Linked DNA regions of Canis lupus: region 2 is linked to region 1. Evidence: chromatin contacts called from public Hi-C data. All regions are on one chromosome and are shown on one strand. The core of a region is the stretch at or near the end of the contact, and the rest is flanking DNA. Distances in the headings are between cores, read along the strand shown.

Region 1 (4,564 bases), core at 1,008-3,507:
AAAATTATAGAAGTTAAAATATGGTGATAATAGTATAGTATTAGGAAGATAAGTCACAGAAAGTCTAAAAGCAGTTGCATGTATGCTTATGATAGATGGTATTTCCAATCAGTGAGGAAGTGGATGGACTATTTAATAAATAGTTAAGATAATTCGATTTCTGTTTAAAAGAATATAAAGTGGGATCTTTATTGCATACCATACATTTACAAAATTTTCAGATGAATTAAACAACTAAAACATTAACATTTGTCCAAGTGGGGATCCCTGGGTGGCTCAGTGGTTTGGCGCCTGCCTTCGGCTCAGGGTGTGATCCTGGGGACCCAGGATCGAGTCCCACGTCGGGCTCCCTGCATGGAGCTGCTTCTCCCTCTGCCTGTGTCTCTGCCTTTCTCTCTCTCTCTCTCTCTCTCTCTCTCTGTCTGTCTTTCATGAGTAAATAAATAAAATCTTAAAAAAATGTTCAAGTGATATTACTCTTCCTTCTAATACATAGGCAGTTTATTTAGATGAGTATAGAGGGTCAGCAGAGCAAGTGTTTTTCCCTTTAATATTTGAATTTTAAAAGTATGGCATGGACTTTAATAATTAAAATTCTGTGTCTGTCTGTGCTTAGTACTTATCATAAGTTTGTCCTTGGAGCCTAGTCTTTCTCTATGTGGCATAGAGATGGTGTCTATTCACTTAAGAAGTGATGACTAGCTAACTATGTTCTTTGGGGTAACCGTTGTTTATGATCGTACATTTTAATCCACAGAAATATTTTCAAGATATGCTCTCTATTGGGAAATATATTAATGCTTTTAAACATAGATTAGTAGTCTTTTTAGAAAATGAATTTGCAAAATATATCAGGTGTCTTTGTTGCAGTGACTTCACAATTAGAAATATATTCTAAGTACATACTCTTTTGTGTGCAGAAGAAAAAGCTTTGTATTCAAAGATACTGCTTTCAGTATAGTTTATAATGGTGATAAATTGGAAAGAACCAATTTTCCAAATAAAGAAAGCTAGTTAAGTAAATTTAGACGATCATGTAGCATTAAAAGAGGTCTATAGGCAAGTAATGACATGAAAATGTTTATGTGAGGGAGGGAGGGCAAATTTCAGAACTCATGATTACAGTATAATAGATAAAGTAGCTATCATACATGCAATGTTAAGTGTGATTTTGAGTGATGAGACTATGGACTTTTTTTTGCTTACTGTATTTCCCATTTTTTAACATCTGGTTTTTCTTTAATGAGTAATGAAGAAAACATTTATCATTTGAAATATATGTGTAGGTGAGAAAATACTATCTTTTTCCAGTGGCAAAGAATTTTTTTTAATAGGTAAAATTATTATAGCCCTGTGTTCTTAAAAATAATGTATACTCTAGGATAACATGCTTTTTTGTGGTATCCTCCATCAAAAATAAGTACAGCCTATTGAGACAACTTTTCCAACATTATTGCTTTTCCAGTATTAATTTTTAGGGGAAAAAAATCTGCCTTTAATTTTCAGTTGGTGGTGGTGGTTACAAGTGATCTTTGACCATCTGAATTGCAGAGGTTTTTCTTTATAGTGGTAGATAGAGCTTACCATTTTAACCTTTTAAAGTATACAGTTAAGTGTCATTCGATATATTCACACTGCATAACAAATTACAAAAAATTTTTTTAACAGTTTATTTTTTTTTATTTGACAGAGAGCGAGCACCAGTAGGCAAAGCAGCAGGCAGAGAGAGAGGAAGAAGCAGGCTCTCCCCTGAGCAAGGAGCCTGATGTGTGGCTCCATCCCTGAACCACCCAGGCACCCCCAAATTGCAAAGACATCAGCTTTCATTGGCTATAATATTAAACTGGGCCCAATTCTCTCTCTCTCTCTCTTTTTTTTTTTTTTTTTTTTTTTTTTAAGATTTTATTTATTTATTTGAGAAACAGAGAGGCAGAGACACAGGCAGAGGGAGAAGCAGGCTCCATGCAGGGAGCCCGACGTGGGACTCGATCCCGGGTCTCCAGGATCACGCCCTGGGCTAAGGCAGCGCTAAACTGCTGAGCCACCCGGGCTGCCCCCAATTCTCTTTAAATTTTTTTTTTTTTTACTACCTTAAATATTTACTAAAGGCCTACTCAGTGCCATATACTGTGTCTGGGGGTGCAACAGTAAATGAGACAGATGTGGTTTCTGTCTTCTTGGAGCTTACGTCTTTTGGAGAAGTGAACAGAATGCTTGGTGTGACCTAAGTGTGAAGATGAGCTGCTCTAAGAATACACACTGAGGAACTAACCTGGGGGTGGGGGTGGCCCGGAAGACTTCCTGTGGAAGTGACACTGAGCAGAGACTTGCTGAATGAGTAAAATCCTTTTAAGTATTTTAAACTAGGTAAAGAGTAGGGGGCAGCATTTGAGGCACAGGGAATAGCACGGAGGAAACTTCCTGAGGCAGGAGCAAGGACCTGAGAGGAAAGGCGTGTGTCCCAGGAAGAGTAAGTAGGGTGATGCAGAGACAGGAGGGCTGACTCTGGAGGACCTGGCAAGTAGTGGTAAGGATGCCAGGCTTTTTCCCAGGGGAAATGCAAAATCATCAAAATGTTTTAATCAGAGAAATTTGATTTAATGTTTATTTTTTTATTTTATTTTTTTAATTTAATGTTTAAAGATCACTTTTATTGCCTGTAGAGGAGGGAAGACATTAGTTCCCTTAATGGTTTGAAGAGACAGAGCCTGATAATTGATTGGAGAGTGTGTGTGTGTGGGGTGGGGGGTTAAGGGGGGAAAGAGGCACGAAGTGTGACTCCTAGGTTTCTGGCCTGTTAGAAAGTACTGAGAAAAGGAACACTGGAGAAGGAGCAGTTTGAGGAAAAAAGACGATGAGTTCAGAATTGGACAAGTTTAGAGTTGGAGGTGCCTGCAGGATATCCAAGAGGAGATGCCCAGTAGGCAGTCGTACTTGTGGGTGGAGATCCCAGGAGAGAAGTCTGGGCATATAAATGGTAAATGACCCAAAAAATAATTAGTATGTTTCATGGCATAGTTAAATCTTTTTATATCTCTTTCATCTGCTTTTTGTCTCTCAGCGGCTGTAGGAATGAATCCTGTTACTGCCATTAACAGATGGATTCCCTTCTGATGCTGACCAGCACTTAAAAAAAAAAACATAAATGTTGTGTTTATTGCCTTGAACTTCACCTTCAGTATACAAACACAAAATCCCACCAAAGTAAACTCTGAGACTGCCAGTGTATTTTTTTTTTTTTTTAAATGAGTCTGTGAAAGTTTAGGTCTGAATGCAATCCAAACTCCCTCATTATACAAATAGAAAACGGTGGCCGGTGTGGTTTTGAATTTTATAAGGTTACATAGCTGGGCAGTTGCAGAATTGGCCCTAGAATTCAGGACCGTGTACTGACAGGGCAGTGTTATTTCCACTTATTTTTACTGCTTCCCCGTCCTATTGAATAGCTGCTGGCTTCAGAGTACCGGTTACTAATGATTTGTTTCTTAATGGAACAGACACCTACTCTGTTTGGTGTCAGACCCTCGAGGCCTGGAATTGTCTTTTTATAGAATATTCATTCCCATGATAATAAATTTCCAAAGGAAAATTTTGAATTCTTATGAAAGCATTTTGAAACTTCTCATGGTTCATGGACCCCTTTGGCTCTCTAATGAGGGAATAACCCTATGGCTGTGCATATAATAATACAATCTTACATGCAGTTTCAGAAACTCCATAGATTACAAGTTAAAGAAATCCTGTTATACAATTGGGCTATTCTCAGGGACTTGTGAACCGTTTGTTCTAGAAAGAAGTTCACTAATTTCCTGATTCTCTCAAATGAGTATCAGTATGTTTAAGAGATTGAATAGTAGCTGAGTTAATTTCCTGGATACAGTTCATGTGTGCAGACAGTTCATGTGTGCTAATCCATTAGTCACTATTGACTAATACGATGTCCTTCTCAGTGACACACTCTGTAGAAGTTTTATTTTTTAATTTTTTAAAAAAGATTTTATTTATTTGAGAGAGAGAGAGAGAGAGAGAGGGCACAAGCTGGGGGAGGGGCACAAGCTGGGGGAGGGGCAAAGGGAGAGGTAGAAGCAGACTCCCCATTCAACAGGGAGCCCGATGCAGGGCTTGATCCCAGGACACTGAGATCACAACCCAAACCAAAGGCAGATGCTTAACTGACTGAGCCACCCAGGTGCCCCTCTCTAGAGGTTTTATTTTATTTATTTATTTTTTATTTTTTTTTTCTCTAAAGGTTTTAAAAGGTAGTTACGTGGTGCTGAATTAGGTAGAAATCTGTTGATGTCTCAGCAGAAATGTTATATCCTCTTAACATTCTTAAAAGTAATAACCCAGTTAGACGTGTAAGCCCTGACAAAGGAAAGGACGATTCTTTCCTGACCAAAGTCAGGACCAAGAGAAGCCTGTTTTATTGGTGCTCACCTATTTCCAGGGGAGGGAAACAGCCTTAAGCCTGAGCACGCCTTTGGTTGTGTTGAGCTGGGAGTAGAGCCCCCGCCCTACACCAGGTTCTTCTCAAGCACCTCCTTCACTCTCTACTTACCTACCA
Region 2 (4,564 bases), core at 1,251-3,750, 37 kb before region 1:
ATACCCACGATTAGACCTCTCTTGGCTGTGAGAAATCCTGACGTCCTGGTTATTCCTCATAGTTTCCAGAATTAGTAGTTTTGATCGAAGTCGAATCTACATCACATCAAATTTACCACTTTATTCTTCAGCGTACAAGTCAGTGGCCTGAAGAACTTTCACAATGTTTTCAACCACCACTAGTACCTATTTCCAGAAGGTCATCGTCTCAAACAGAAACTCTGCTCCCGTTAAACAATAATTCCCCATTCTCAGGGCGTGATCCTGGCATCCCGGGATCGAGTCCTGCATCAGGTTCCCCGCAGGGAACCTGCCTCTCCAACTGCCTGTGTCTCTGCCTCTTTCTCTCAGTGTGTTTCTCATGAATAAATAAATTAAATCTTGGGATCCCTGGGTGGCGCAGCGGTTTGGCGCCTGCCTTTGGCCCAGGGCGCGATCCTGGAGACCCGGGATCGAATCCCACGTCGGGCTCCCGGTGCATGGAGCCTGCTTCTCCCTCTGCCTATGTCTCTGCCTCTCTCTCTCTCTGTGTGTGACTATCATAAATAAATAAAAAATTAAAAAAAATAAATTAAATCTTAAAAAAAATTAATTCCCCATTCTCCCTTATCCTCACATCTCTAGTGGCCTCCATTCTACTTTGTGTCTCTCTGAATCCAACTATTTGAGGAACCCCATATACATGGGACCATGCAATGTGTGCATCTTTGTATCTGGCTTATTCACTTAGTGTATTGTTTTCAAGTTCCAGTCACATTGTAGTAGCGTTGGAATGTCATTCCTTCCTATGACCAAATAACGGTGGTTGTAGGTACCTGTCACATTTGTAGTATCATCTGTTGGACAGGTGAGTTGTTTCTACTTTTTGACTGTTGTAATGTTGCTATGAACCTTGGTGCACAAGCATCTATTCTAGTCTCTGCTTTCTTTTTATTTTACTTTTTTTAAGATTGTATTTATTTATTCATGAGAGACACACACAGAGAGAGAGGCAGAGACACAGGCAGAGGGAGAAGCAGGCCCCATGCAGGGAGCCCCGAGCGGGACTCGATCCCGGGACCCTGGGATCCTGCCTGGAAGGCAGGCACTCAACTGCTGAACCCCCCAGGGATTCCCCTAGTCTCTGCTTTCAATACTTTCCTGTATAAACCCAGGAGGTGGGATCCCCGGTGGCTCAGCGGTTGAGCGTCCGCCTTCAGCCCAGGGTGTGATCCTGGAGTCCTGGGATCGAGTCCCGCGTCGGGCTCCCCGCATGGAGCCTGCTTCTCGCTCTGCCTGTGTCTCTGCCTCTCTCTCTCTCTCTCTCTCTCTCTGCGTCTCTCATAAATAAATAAAATCTTAAAAACAAAACCCAGGAGTTAACTTTTGGAGGAAGTGCCAAACTGCTGTGCACAAAGCTACCACATTTTACATTCAAACCAGCACCCCAAAACTGTTTTTAAGTATGTGTGTTTGTTTGTTTGTTTTTTGTTTTTAAGCTAAACCTAGCCTGGGAACAAGCACAGCTTAGATTCCCGCGGCAGCGCGTTGATGGGCTGCTGGGAGGGGCCGGCCGGGCTACGGCAGATCCTGGACTAGAGTGACGGTCCCCGCACCCGCTCCCGCACCCGCACCCGCACCCGGCGGAGGCCCGGACGCGCCTGCGGGGCCCTGAGCCCGCGCCGTCGGCGTCCGCGTCCGCGTGGGGTCGGCGTCTCTCGCCCGCGGCCCCGGCTCGTCCCGCACAGGCCGCAACAGGCGCCTCTGGGCCCTCGGAGCGCGCCGGCGGCCAGTCCACAAACCTGGACTTGAACCGAGACCGAGACCCAAAGGCACCTCCCGGCTGCTTGCGGTTGCGACGTGCAGTGTCGACGAGCGCCGGAGCCCGCGGCCGGAGGGCCTGGCCGCAGGCGGGGACACACCTGCCCTCCCGGGCGTGGGCCGCCGCCGCCTCGCTTCCTTTGCTGCCGGTAACGCGTATCTCGGTAGGTTTCGCGCCGTCCCGCCCGCGCTCAGGGAGGCCCGAGACCGGGACGCACCCCGCGGCGCGAGCTCTGGCCCCGGGATCTCGGACCCGCGTCCTCGAGGCCGCCGCCATCGGGTCGACCCGGGGCCCTCGCGGCCGCTCGAGCTTCTCCGCGGGGCTCCCTGCGGCCGCGGCGGTCACGGCGTCGTCCGTCCACCAGCATCTGTGACTCACATCGCGACGCTCCTCGTGGCCCACGTGGCGACGACCTGAATACAGGTGTGTCCTCCGGGGGCTCAGCCCCCGCGCGCGAACCAGCGACCACCAGGCCGCCCGCCCGCCCTCGGTCCCTCCGTCCCTCCGTCCTGGGGCCGGCGCAGACCTCCTGCGACCCGGTGGGCGCTGTCTCTTTAACATGCAATAGAACTCCGAGCGCATCGATCAGGAGCCTCTCAAGCGGCCGCGTTTCCAGCCCCGGCTCGACTTCCCCCCGTGCCGGGCTCGAAGCGCGGGGGTCCCTAAGCCGCGGCGTCCGTGCGCGGCCACACCTGCCCCCTTGGCGTCCCGCCTGCCCCGCGGCGGGGGCCCGCTCCCCCCCCCGCCCCGCGCCGGCACGCTTCGGGGCTCGGCTGGCCACGCCTGGAGCGCGGGGTTTGACTGGGCCGCCGTTGTTGTAGTGACCGGGAGGCGCCGCCGCTCCGGGCGCACGGTTCCGGGCGCCGCACGGTCCCCCCTCCTGCCCCGTCCCCTCCCTTCCCCCCGAGGCCCCCCGCCGGCGGGAGCCCGGCGCCGACCGCTCCTCCCATGGCCGCCGCCCCGGTAAGGAGGGGCTGGGGGCGCCTCGGCGGGGCTGCCTCGCCCGCACCTGGCGGGAGGCGGAGGCCGTGTCCGCGTCTCCCGCCCCCGCGCCCCGGGCCCCGAGCCCCGAGCCCCGGCCTCGTCCCCGGCGCTCCTCCCGCGCCCCCGGGGCCCCGGCCGCCCCCTGCCGCGCCCCGCGGCCCCCAGAACTCTCCGAGGCTTCCCGTGGAGCGTCTGCGTCAGAATCGGCCCGCGGGCTTCCGCCGCGAGCGGGGCCGGGCCGCGCGCTGTGCCTCCCGGGCCCGGGAACGCGCATTCGGGGGTCCCCGGGGGGGAGGGGAGGGGCGGCCCGGGGGGAGCGGGGTCCCGGGGTCCCGGGGTCCCGGGGGGGGCGCCCCTGTCCCGCGGGCTCGCCCGCAAACCCGCCCGCTCCCCTTCCAGGAGGACCCGGTCCTGGAGCGGTATTTTAAGGGCCACAAAGCTGCGATCACCTCCGTGGACTTCAGTCCCAGCGGCAAACAGCTTGGTGAGTTCTGCTCTGGGCCTCTCTGCTGCTGCTGGTGCCGGCGAGCGGGCAGATGCTCCACGAGCCGCTCCACGCTGCGCCGCGGGGCGCCCCGGGACCCGGCGGAGGTGCTGCGCGGCCGGAGGGGCGGGCCCCGCGCTCCGTGGGTCCCGGCCCCCCTCCCCTCCCCTCCGCTCCCCTACCCCGTCCCCTGCCCTCCGCTCCTCTCCGCTCCTCTGTTCTCCTCCCGACCCCCTCCCCTCCGCTCCGCTCCCCTACCCCGTCGTCCCCTCTGCCCCCCTACCCCGTCCCGTCCCGTCCCGTCCCGTCCCGTCCCCTCCCCTCCCCTCGAAACTCCGAGGACTTTCGCGGACTAACCACCAGGAGGAGTGAGTGGGCAGGGGAGGGGTTTGTCCTCGGCCCGGGAGGGGGGAGGGGGGAGGGGGGAGGGTGGGGTGTTGGCTGCAGAGTTTGTGAAAAGTTGTGAGCGGAGCGGGAGGAAGCGGGGAGAGAGAAGCTGTGGCTGCGCCGGACGCCGAGGCCCGAGCGGCGGCAGGTGACCCCGGCAGCCGCCCCGAGGCTCGCCCCTGCCGGAGCCCCGAGCCCGAGCCCGAGCCCGAGCCCCCTCCGCGGGCCGCAGCCCCCCTGCCGGCGGCGCCCGCGCCCGTAGCCATGAGGGTCCGGGTGGCCGCGAGGTGGACCTGGGCGCGCAAAAGCTGCCTGTTGCTGGCGCTTCTCTCCGTGGCCTATATCGTGGTGGAGCTCTCGGCCTCCACCTTCCACGCCTCCCCCGCAGCCGACCTCGCCCGGGAGCGGGGCCCCAGACAGCTCGCAGACCCCCGGCGAGAGGCAGAGGACTTGTCCCGGCCGCTGTACAAGAAGCCGCCGGCAGACTCCCACGCGCTCGGGGAGTGGGGAAAGGCCAGCAAACTGCAGCTCGGCGAGGGTGAACTGAAGCAGCAAGAAGAACTTATTGAGAGATATGCCATTAACATTTATCTCAGTGACAGGATTTCCCTGCACCGCCACATAGAGGATAAGCGAATGTACGAGTGCAGAGCCAAGACGTTTGACTATCGCAGCCTCCCCACCACCTCCGTTATCATCGCCTTCTATAATGAAGCCTGGTCGACCCTGCTCCGCACCATCCACAGTGTCCTGGAGACCTCCCCTGCAGTCCTTTTGAAGGAGATCGTCCTGGTGGATGACTTGAGCGACCGAGCTTATTTGAAGACGCAGCTGGAAACGTACATCAGCGACCTCGACAGAGTCCGCTTGATCAGAACGAGTAAGCGCGAGGGGCTGGTGAGAGCCCG

The links. Hi-C and Micro-C count contacts between places; a contact is called where the count stands out from the background.
Region 2: a contact with region 1 is called in a Hi-C map of skin fibroblasts, with 4 times the contacts expected there. The contact joins the promoter of LOC119869410 here to the enhancer-like site in region 1. A contact is called at or near these places in 5 of 9 Hi-C or Micro-C datasets (amygdala, blood, skin fibroblasts and 1 more).

Annotation. Positions count from the first base shown.
Region 1 is chr15:30,748,149-30,752,712 of UU_Cfam_GSD_1.0, reverse strand. The region is part of intron 4 of POC1B (POC1 centriolar protein homolog B); the gene reads left to right. Among named protein-coding and RNA genes, the nearest start is that of POC1B, 38 kb to the left of the region's middle. Within about 2 kb of position 2,257, at least 2 of the 20 cell types and tissues checked have an H3K27ac peak or open chromatin away from gene starts, as enhancers often do. A contact at or near this core is called in blood, where this site is marked.
Region 2 is chr15:30,785,458-30,790,021 of UU_Cfam_GSD_1.0, reverse strand. LOC119869410 reads right to left here and starts at 2,500. Exons shown (of 6, transcript XR_005370467.1): 1 at 1,782-2,500. POC1B (POC1 centriolar protein homolog B) reads left to right here and starts at 2,017. Exons shown (of 12, transcript XM_038558627.1): 1 at 2,017-2,224; 2 at 3,185-3,269.